2 separate regions of the Arachis hypogaea genome follow, and region 1 is linked to region 2. The links are chromatin contacts, called in public Hi-C maps. All regions are on one chromosome and are shown on one strand. Each heading gives the region's core, a stretch centred on a gene start, on an enhancer-like site or on the middle of the called end of the contact. The rest is flanking DNA. Distances are from core to core; before and after follow the strand shown.

Region 1 (5,123 bases), core at 591-3,090, 61 kb before region 2:
AAAATTCCAGTCAAACGATTTGCCTGCATCACCCAGAAGGCAAAACAAATAAACAAAAACAAGTCCTCAAAACCAACCAAACATTTGCAAACAAAAAAGATAGTCAAAATTAGCACCAGTTTTTATTTCAAAATAGTACTCCATGCAATAACTTTTCACCTCATATTGCAGTTCAGATTTGATCTTGTATGAGTTTTTGAAATTCTCCAAGGGAATTGCACCTTTTTCCTAGAATCAAAGAAAACAGCAAAATTCCATTAATAGAAAACAGTAAAGAATAGGAAAACACACTTGGTATACTAAACTGATAATATCTTACCACGAGATTTCAATATTCATACTAGCAGCAACTAAACAAACTGTATTTACCACAAGATAATCCAAATCAAACATAATTTATTTAAAAAGAAAGTTATTTCTTAAATTCAAATCCTGAAACATGAAATTAACTAAGCATACCAATAAATTATTAGGACCATCAGCCATCCAGAGACGACAAATTGCCTCAATTTTAGAAATGAACCTACAAAATAAATTTATTAAGTAACATAAAAGAATAATGTTATCATGACAGTAGAGTAGCATCATTTCAACACAAAGAACCATTTCTCTTACAGTAATGCTATAAAGTGTTCTTGTAATTGAGATTTCATGCAAATTTGAACGAAGAGGGCTCGAAAGATAAACAAACCTTTCCCATGAAGAAGCTACAGTGAAATCATCAAAATGCTCAAACTGCATTGACATTTGAAGAAGGAGGTAGTAAAATTAGCACTACCCCTAATACCATCATTGCACGCAATAAGGAATCCACCAATTAATTAAGAAATAAGAATTTTGATTCAGTGGTAAGGAGAAAGAGAATACCACTTCCTCTGAAACATCAGTACTTTCTTTAAAAGTCTGATCTCTTCCAGTGAATGATACTCACCTCTTCAGGGAACAAATCTGGGTGTTTAGAAAATATTCTGAGCCTCAAATCGTTGTATCTGGAAGAAATGGGAACTACACAAATTAAAAGAGAAAAAGGATTATAATCAATAAAGCACAATAGATTGAAGCTATATACCAAGAGAAATGATCTAACAATAAAACCCTGAAGAAATATAAGGTACAAACAATTGATTCATACGTTCCAATAACATTATTAATCCTGTCAACTGCTCTCTCCCTAATTTGTGAAGCTTCCAAATAGCGATCTAGTTCTGCTTGTGGCCTGAAATGACACCAATCAACTACAATGAGATCAATTAGAGAGCAGAGTAGACCCCTTTATTATTTGGGGAAATAAGATGAAAAGTCCATTTAATCTATCCTTTGCTTGACGCCAAAATTACGATAGTAAAAACATGGAACAATATAAGAACAACAACTAATTAGAAAATTAGAAAACCTAAAATTAGAACCCAAAACTCCCAAAAATTCACAGAACCAATTGAAAATTAATATATACCTTCTCTATCTCAATTAGCCATTGCAGTTCATCATCACTATCAAAACCATACACACCTTCGAACTGAAAAGTGGGAGCGACTTAGAGAATGAGCGAGAAAGAGAGGATACAGAACAGAGAATGGTTACCTGGTGACAGAGAGTACTCCCTTCGAGCTCCTTCGCGGCGGCACAGCAACCCCTAGCAGTGGCGGTGGAGCTTCAGCGGCGACGGAGCACCCCCTTCTTCTCTCTTCCATCGCGTTTTCTCTCTTCCTCGAGCTCTCTGTCACTGGCGCTCGACGACGACAGCGAAGCCCTAGCCGGCGTCGTCCTTTCTTTCCTTCCTTCCCCTCTCCTCTCTTCTTCTTGCCGTGCTTCCGCTTTCTGATTTATTGTCTTATTTGGTGCTTTTATATTAGGCAACATTTTTAAAGAGCACCCAAAACATAAGGAAAAGGTTATTCTTTAAAATGTACTCTTTGGTAAAAAAAGTGCAACTATAGATAATTAGATATTAAGAATTTTAAATAAGACTACGCTTTATAAGTAATATTTATATTTATAATATTTAAAGAGATATTTTTTAAGTAATGGTATAATTATATTTTTTACTTTTTTATAAAATAATAATACGAAAAAACGTAAATAGATTATATTTTTTAAATATAGCTTAAAAAAGTGTGATTAAATAAATATTTTTATTGTAGTATCATGCCAAGAAAAATCAAAACTCAATTTGGATTCAGATTATTGATTACTTGTAGTCATGATAAAAATTAGTTTAAATATTAGAGTCAAAATTCTATCTAGTTGATTTATATAGATTGTTACAAGGTAATAGTTTACAATAGATTTTGGCAGGACATAGAAAAAATATTATCCAATTTATATTGAAGATAAACCTTTTAAGGTGATTCAATCGTCGCCTCTCTCACCCTCATCAGCGACACAGTTGCACAGATTAGAGACCATTGGAATAAAACAAAGGCTGTTGATATTTGATAAACACAACAATGACCCTCAGGTTAGTAAGTAGAACCATTTTCAATTTTATTTTTCCAACTCTTGTTTTCTCTATTTTATTGTATAAGTTGATTACAACATCTTTGCTTATGTCAAGGTTAATGCACTGTCTAACTAACCTTGTTATTGCAGTTTCTGAAGATAATGGTGATTCATGGTGTAGTTTGCTTTACGTTTGGTAGCAGGTTTGACGTAAGAAACTGAAGCTTTTGTTGCACTAGTCACTTGTTCGATTAAGATGCTCTTTTAATTAGTTAGTGCGCAGCACTGCACTAGTGAATTAATCATCTTTAATTTTATGTCATTAGTAGATATTTTGAACTTTCTTATTTTGTTCCATTTTACGTTATCTTTTTAACAAGTAAATAAGTTTAATTGACTGAGTTGTAACATGTTCATCCCTGTGAATGTGTTTAGTCTAATCCCTAAGACATTAGTTTGTTGGTTCAATGCTAATTAGATTTATTAATTTTGCAATTGATATTCCGGCTTCAGGCCTTTGTTTTTAGTCACTTATAGAAGCATCTTCGGACTTGCCTGAGCATGAATGGTTGGTCTTTGGCATCATATAATAAACCTCAGCCATCAAAGATTTCATTCATACTCAGGTTGTCTCTTTATTTTTTTAACATAAATTACTTTTAGAGCAAGGTCCTTTTGATATATGTACATTACTTCCTCTTCCAGAAGTAACTTCTTTCCTTCAAATCAATCCTTAACTCCGATCAATTTTCTCTTCTTAATTCCTTCCAATGGCTTCATGTGAGTCCTCTTCCTGCTTTCTTCTCCTCACTTTATTTTTCACTTCTCTGCTTTACTTTTCATGCCTGCTCCTTTTGCTGTTCTTCTTTAAACTCTCACAGATTGTGGAGCTTGGCTGCCCATTAAAGTCTTGAAATTTGATGCATGCATGCCCCAACTACTTCATTTGGATTAGGATTAGGAATCCATGCATAATGTGTTCTTTGGGTGCCTTAACCCAAATACAAAAATGGGTTTTGATTTGACTTCTTATATATGCTCATTGGTTTCTCGTTACTCAATATTAAATTTATTTTTTTGGGAGTCACAATTGAGTTTGCATTCTTATTTTCTTAGTAAAACAACATGACCAATCAGAAAGTTATTCTAATGAAGCAATCATAATTAGAATCTAATTTATTTGGATTCAGCTTTAAAATTTAAATTATCGTCTTTTAATTAATTTTTAGGGTAAGCAGCCTTTGGTTCAAAACACTTTCTATCCAGATTACTAACTTCATTTATAAAGGAACCAGGTTATTGTTGAATTGCCACTAGACATTAGTATCTTTCCATCTTCGTTTGAGAAAGAACATTGTCTCCAATTCGTCAATGTTGGGTTTGCAATCTAGAAGCTTGTCCTGTGTGTCTTACTGAATGTCCTAGTTAGAATTTAAATATACACATATAATTTGTGTCATTTATTTATATACAGGTAGCTTAGGGGCCGCAAATAATAAGTTATTGAACTTGCAATTTGATGGAAGAAGAGTTGGATTCTTGCAAGGATTTGGTACAAAAAGTTGGATCAGTAGGAAGCCAGTGCAGCACACTACTTTGGTTATGCAGCAACAGTCAGTTAAATCTTTAACTGCATCTACTGCTCAATCAATAGAGATCCAATGTAAGTTGTTTCATTTGTTTCTTCTAAATACTTCTTGCAAAAACTTTTATCTTGGCTTCCATGACATGCTTTTATTGATGACAATACATAACATCTATTACAAGGTTAGAAGATTCTTCTGAAGATATTCATTCTTCTGGTGTGACGAGTGAGCTTGTCACTAAGTTTCATGAGGTCAGTACTTTGTGTATAATCATCTTCTTTTTATTTGGTCCTCGTCTTTTGACCTTATATGGTGATTTAGCTACTTTGTTGGATTTATCTTCTGCATCTTGCATGATTATGTGGCCACTGATTTTAAGTCTATATTCAGTTTTCCATCTTCTAATTCGACCTGTAATTCAATATGTTTGTAGGTGGAGTTCTTGCTCAACACAATATGTGATTCAAGTTCAGTTGGGGAATTTGAATTAAAAGTAAGCAGAGTTATTGAACTATAAATTTTAGACAACAACCAGGAACCAAAAGCATATCAGCCAAAAACCAGCCAAAATGTGTTTGGGCTCCATAAAAAATCGGGTTTTGGTTTGTGCTCCGTGATCCCAGGAGCAGTTTTCAAACATATTATTCAAAAAGTGATTCTAATTAAACGGTTTTGTTTACTTTTTGGCTGATCACCTTTTGGTTCCATATACTTTTCCTAAATCCTAAATTTTAATCTCCCATATAATATAATTTTCATTCTCTTCTCTGAGGACAATAGGACTTGTTAACTACATTGTTAGTTTATCATTTTTTTTGGATGATAATAGTATGGCTAGAAGTCAAGATCTAGTTACATTGTTTGCAAATACATTTATCTAAGTATATTTATTGTTCAGAATTTTGGACATAAGTCTACATTTTATTATGTTTATTTTTAATCTTTTGTTGTAATTAATGTGATTGGAAAATAATGGTAGTGTACTATATTATTTTGTTTTAAAGTATTTCTTTTATTTTAATTTTTTTCTAAATTTTTAATGTCTTGCTTAAATATTTCTTTTAAATAATAAATAATCAGTAGTTTAATAATATAAAT
Region 2 (5,157 bases), core at 1,214-3,713:
TTAAAATAAGGGTAGTTTAAGAATAATATAAAAAAAATTAAAAATGATGATTTTAATACGAAAAAAACGTTAAGAACGATTCTAAATCGAAAATTAGATGAGGGATGTTTTCGATTCTCACCCTCAACGTTAGGGACCAAAACAATACTTACCCCTAAAATTTAATGACAAAAAAATAAAATTTTTGCTAAAGGATATTTTTGTAAAAAATAAATTTTTTTTTTGAAAAATAGATAAAGTTAATGTTAGTTAACACAACAAATTTAAAATGAATTAAAGAGCAGGTTTTTTAAAAGTTATAAGGGAGAAAAATGCATATTTTACAAATAAAAGAGAGGAGAGTATCATTTTAGCATTTTTCAAGAAAAAGAAATGAAATTTTCTCCAGATTAAAAGATATTATAAAAAACAAAAAAATTATTTTATCATTTATATTTAATTTTTGAGTTATGGTTAAACGGGCATCAATGTAAGTGTAAATAAAATTATGTTATTTATATTTTTATAAAATAAATTTTATCAATGTAAATTATTGAATTACAAATTACAATCACTTATTACAAATATCATTTGTACCAAATTTTATAAAGGCTAGAATATCTAAGTTTAGAATCCAACAACTTATATTAGAGAATTAATTACCTTTTTTTTCCTTCTAAAAATCAGTCAACAAAATAGAGAATAAGTAAGAGATGCTTGAGCTGTTGTTATAAAAAGGAAAATAAAAGTTAGAGAAAAAAATATTGTCTAAATGTTAGATGAAAAACTTAAGGTTAATTCTCAATAATCTTTTGACTTTTTGTATATATATATATATATATATATATATATATATAATATAATATAATTCTAAATATATCTAAAGGTGTCAGTCTATTTATAGTAGAGTAGATAATCATTTTTTAGAGTAGTTTTATATTTGATCGATAGTAGATAATTGTTCTTTTTTTGTAAGGAAGTTATTGAGATCTCTTTTTTAAATAAATACAATATATTTTAGGAGTTAGTTACTTTTTCAAATAAATAGAACTAAATTGTTTCTCGTTACGTCCAATCTATATAAAATCGGATAGATGTAGATAAGGCCAATCTTTTTGAATAGACTTTTATTCATTTTAGACCTTATTATATATATACACCAGATATGAACAATATATAACAATTTTTACAGCGGCACAAATTTTTTTAATGCTATCTCTTTATATATATGTAAACTTTTAAGTATATATTATTTTAGATATATATCGATTTATTAATCATGTCAATAAGGGCAGAATTTCGCACACGTAAAAGGAAGCTTTCAAAATTTCAGACAAATTTTATGAACTCAGTTAGGAAGATGGCTAAGGAAAAAAAAAAAAAATCAACTTTTAGCCGATAAACAAACAAATTTAATTACTAACCATCTCTTTTAAATTATCTTTTTACCTTTTCTTACTTCTTATCCTTCTTCTTAATACCACAATTTTATCTACCCACCAACCATCACTTGCCGTCGTCAACCACCCACCCTATGTGATTATCTTAAATTCTAAACTCTAAATTATATATTCTAAATTCTTAACCTTAAATTTTAAACCTTAAATCTTAAATTTTAAATTATAAATCATAAATTTTAAATCTTAGATATTCTTTTTTAATATTCAATTATTGGTTAATTTTCAAATTTATTATATTAACAAAGTTCTTTAACATAAAAACGTTACAAACATAAACAAGAATACAAGATGATACTATAAAATGAAAATAAGCCTTACTTAACATGGAAATATATATATATATATATATATATATATATGATTAAGTTCAAAGCTAGCTTCATTCCTAATGTTTCCAAAAACTGAATAAAAAGGGCTACCTTACCGATAAATTATGGTTTTGTGAAGTTGGTGTATGCATGATTTTGTTGGCAAGAACATAATGCAATTATGCAAGGATATAGATGGAATTGAAAAGGTAAAAAGGAGAGGTTTATTGCATTTGCATTAGCATTAGAGCGGTGAAAGAGACAGAATCAGCAACGACATGCATCCCATGTTTGACAACTACCAATACATCACTCCCACTTCCAATCATTATCCCTTCATTTTTCTCTTTGCATGCAAAAACTCCTTTCTTTTCTTTCCCCTTCTTCCCCTATATATGTTCTTTCATAATCATAACTAGAATCACAATATGCTCCATCTCTACATTATTGTATAATACCCTAACAAAGAATTAACATCATTATTGTAGTGGATTATTTCATTTGTTGTAATAATAAGATATAAAATGTAGTAGTACATACTTAGTGGATTTCACTTTCAACGTGAAATGTGTAGGGGAAGGCCAAGTTGTCGTGGCATTATTGGCATGGACCACATACATAAGAAGGAGTGGGATCTCATCTCTTAAATGATCCTGGTTTTGATGAGTGGTGCAGATTGAATGACACAAAACCAACGTAAGATGTTATGAATTCGTATGAACTATCACGCGCACCGGAGGCGCGTGGGAAAGTGGAACAGATCTGCCCCAACCTCAGTCTATGTATTTCATAATTTCAAGGCGACGCTCGTGACAAGATTTTCTTAATATTTGACATGTTTTTTTTTGTACAAGGGAATCATATTTTGTTTCAAGACAAGACACAAGAATAAAAATACTAAAAGAAAGCTCGTGTCCCATTTTTTATTGTCTTTTCTTTGAGGCGATAAGAATTGAAGTTAGGGTTATAGAAAACTTTATCCTATATAATAAATTTACTTGCTCTAAAAGTTTAAGCCCGAAAATTGAGATAAATAGAGGCCAATTTTTTTGGATATTATAAACGGTGTAATACATTGATATTCTACTAATTTGATGTAATATACTGATATGAGGGTTGTTAATATCACAAAAATTTGTGATTAATGATTTTAGGAAAAGACAAAAAATAAATAAAAATAAGATTAACGATTTAAAGTATGACAAAAAATAAATAAAAATAAGACTAGCGATTTAAAGTAGGATAATTTTTTTTTAGAATTAGTAAAATCGGTAGTCTTCTTAATTTCTTAAATTGATTTTAACCGTTGATCAATAATTCAATGGTTCTTGGTTATTCTTTCACCTTCTTTCTCTTTACTGAAATTGTCAGTAACGATTTCTTTTCAAAACGTGATCAACGATTTTTGTGGATATCGTTATAAAACTCATATATGTGGATTACACATCTAAAGTATCATTTCAACGTATTACACAAATCTAATTGCAATATAAAAAATAATTAGCGATAAATAAATGGTTATATATATAAATATATTTAGAATTTTATTAATATGTGTCTTAAAAACACATTTAAAGAATATTATAAAAAATATTTTATTAAAAAATAATTTTTTTATATTTTTAATACATTAAATACATCAAAAATTTTAAAAAATTTTGTTATTATACTTTTAAAATATACTCTCAAAACACATGGTAACTATATACTAACTAAATCTATATATTTAACAACGTATAAAGATGGTGTTTGAATTATAAAATAATTTAGATAACACTTGTTCGATCATAGCATTTGTTATTGGAGAAAGCATACTACAAGGTGTCAGACTTAAAAGAAAATGAGCTACTTAGGTTGTGGCATGCTTGCAATATGTGAAGCGATATTATAGCTAGTAAGCGAATTTTGTTTTCTGTTGTACTCTTTTTTTCGATTTCATGAATTTTTTTAAAGGATTTTTTTGAGAAAATTTTAACGAGGCATCGTAGTAAAGGCTAGGGTTAAAACTCAAAAACTCTTAATAGCAACTTGTAAGTTTGTAATTTATTTTGATTAATAAAGTATATTTTTTCTATGTGTTCCGTTTTTATTGTACCAACTCAAGATCGACAAAACGTGACAATCATGACCGACCTCTTATGATCAGCATGATGAAGTGATGAGATCCGAGTTGTTGTATAGTAGTTATACAAGCAAATTAGAATAAGTTTTTAAACAATTCAAAAATAATGAGTTATACAGGCTATAAAAATAAATTGCAAAAGTAACTTAGCATTGCGAAACTTATTATAAAAATGATGCAAAAATCATAAAATAATAAGAAAAGCAAAATAACACAAACTTGAAAAGGTAAAAACAAAATCAATAAGCCCGAAAAAGGAGTAAAGAATATCCAAAATATAACGATTATTTAAAAAGGCCCATAACTCAGACTGTCAACTTAACAAATGCAAGAAAAGAAAAGAAACTAAGTTTAGGGAGCAGCCTAGTTTTCAGGAGGTTGGGAAGGTTCCTCAACAGGAGCAACAATAAAGGTCTTAGGATCTTCAGACTGGACGGTCTTGTCGTCATTGGGAATAAAAATAATTTGACCTACCGACGAGATATCTAGGTCGGGCACTAGAACCTGGAATTGGGCTTCAAGGTTCTCCACAGTTTCCTCCAGACCCTTGACAGAAGCATCCTCTAACTTCTCATACTTCTGCCTCAACTCCTTGAGCAACCCATCTAACTCGAGCTTCTCCCCAAAGGCACGAAGGTAGCTTTCCTCAGCCTTCTTTTGCAAAGCTTCTGTCTTGTCATGCTTCTCCTCATCCTTCCTTTGCATGAAGTCCTGCAGTATTTGTTTTCATTGCGGTCATCTCCGCTTTCCATTTTGCTTTAGCCTTCTCAAGGTCAGCCACCTTTTGAAAAAGGTCGGTCACCTCCTTTTAGGTAGCGTTGATAAGAGTTTCAAGAAGTTTCTTTAAAAGGGCAGTACAACCCAACTATTTGAATACCACTCGTAGTTATCTCCTCCAAAGTCTTTTCTATGTTAGCATCATCCATACCAATTGTACACACTCCTATATTTGTTAAAAGAAGATTTGAGCTTACGAGAGATACCAAAGTTTGATTCTTTTGGAGGTTTAGAGAAAAGAGAAACCAGAAAAATTACTCGGGGAGAAGAAGTTAGAGGGGATTACGTACATAGACTTTGCCTTAGAGGAGGTCAGACTAGATTTAGGAGGAGAGGTACTACTACCCGACTTCTCGGCCTCTACCAATTGGGTCTCACGAGCAGCTTGATTTTTCTTAGCTTACTTGAGCTTTTTGTAAGCATTCAAGCCGTTGACAATTTTTTCTACAAAAATAAAAGAAAACATGGCTTAATAAATGAAAGTGTTATATACAAAAAACTATCTATAAAA

The links. Hi-C and Micro-C count contacts between places; a contact is called where the count stands out from the background.
Region 1: a contact with region 2 is called in a Hi-C map of leaf, with 2.3 times the contacts expected there. The contact joins the promoter of LOC112722382 here to the enhancer-like site in region 2. A contact is called at or near these places in 3 of 8 Hi-C or Micro-C datasets (all in leaf).

The regions. Positions count from the first base shown.
Region 1 is chr11:113,042,569-113,047,691 of arahy.Tifrunner.gnm2.J5K5, reverse strand. It overlaps LOC112722382, which reads right to left and starts at 1,840. Exons shown (of 12, transcript XM_072207088.1): 1 at 1,582-1,840; 2 at 1,133-1,216; 3 at 932-989; 4 at 692-735; 5 at 460-523; 6 at 160-228; 7 at 1-23. The coding sequence starts at 1,691. LOC112724012 (a long non-coding RNA gene) reads left to right here and starts at 1,799. Exons shown (of 5, transcript XR_003163270.3): 1 at 1,799-2,458; 2 at 2,590-2,649; 3 at 3,914-4,102; 4 at 4,207-4,276; 5 at 4,459-4,958.
Region 2 is chr11:112,981,722-112,986,878 of arahy.Tifrunner.gnm2.J5K5, reverse strand. No RefSeq gene overlaps it. Among protein-coding and RNA genes, the nearest start is that of LOC112725195, 24 kb to the right of the region's middle. Within about 2 kb of position 2,463, at least 2 of the 3 cell types and tissues checked have open chromatin away from gene starts, as enhancers often do.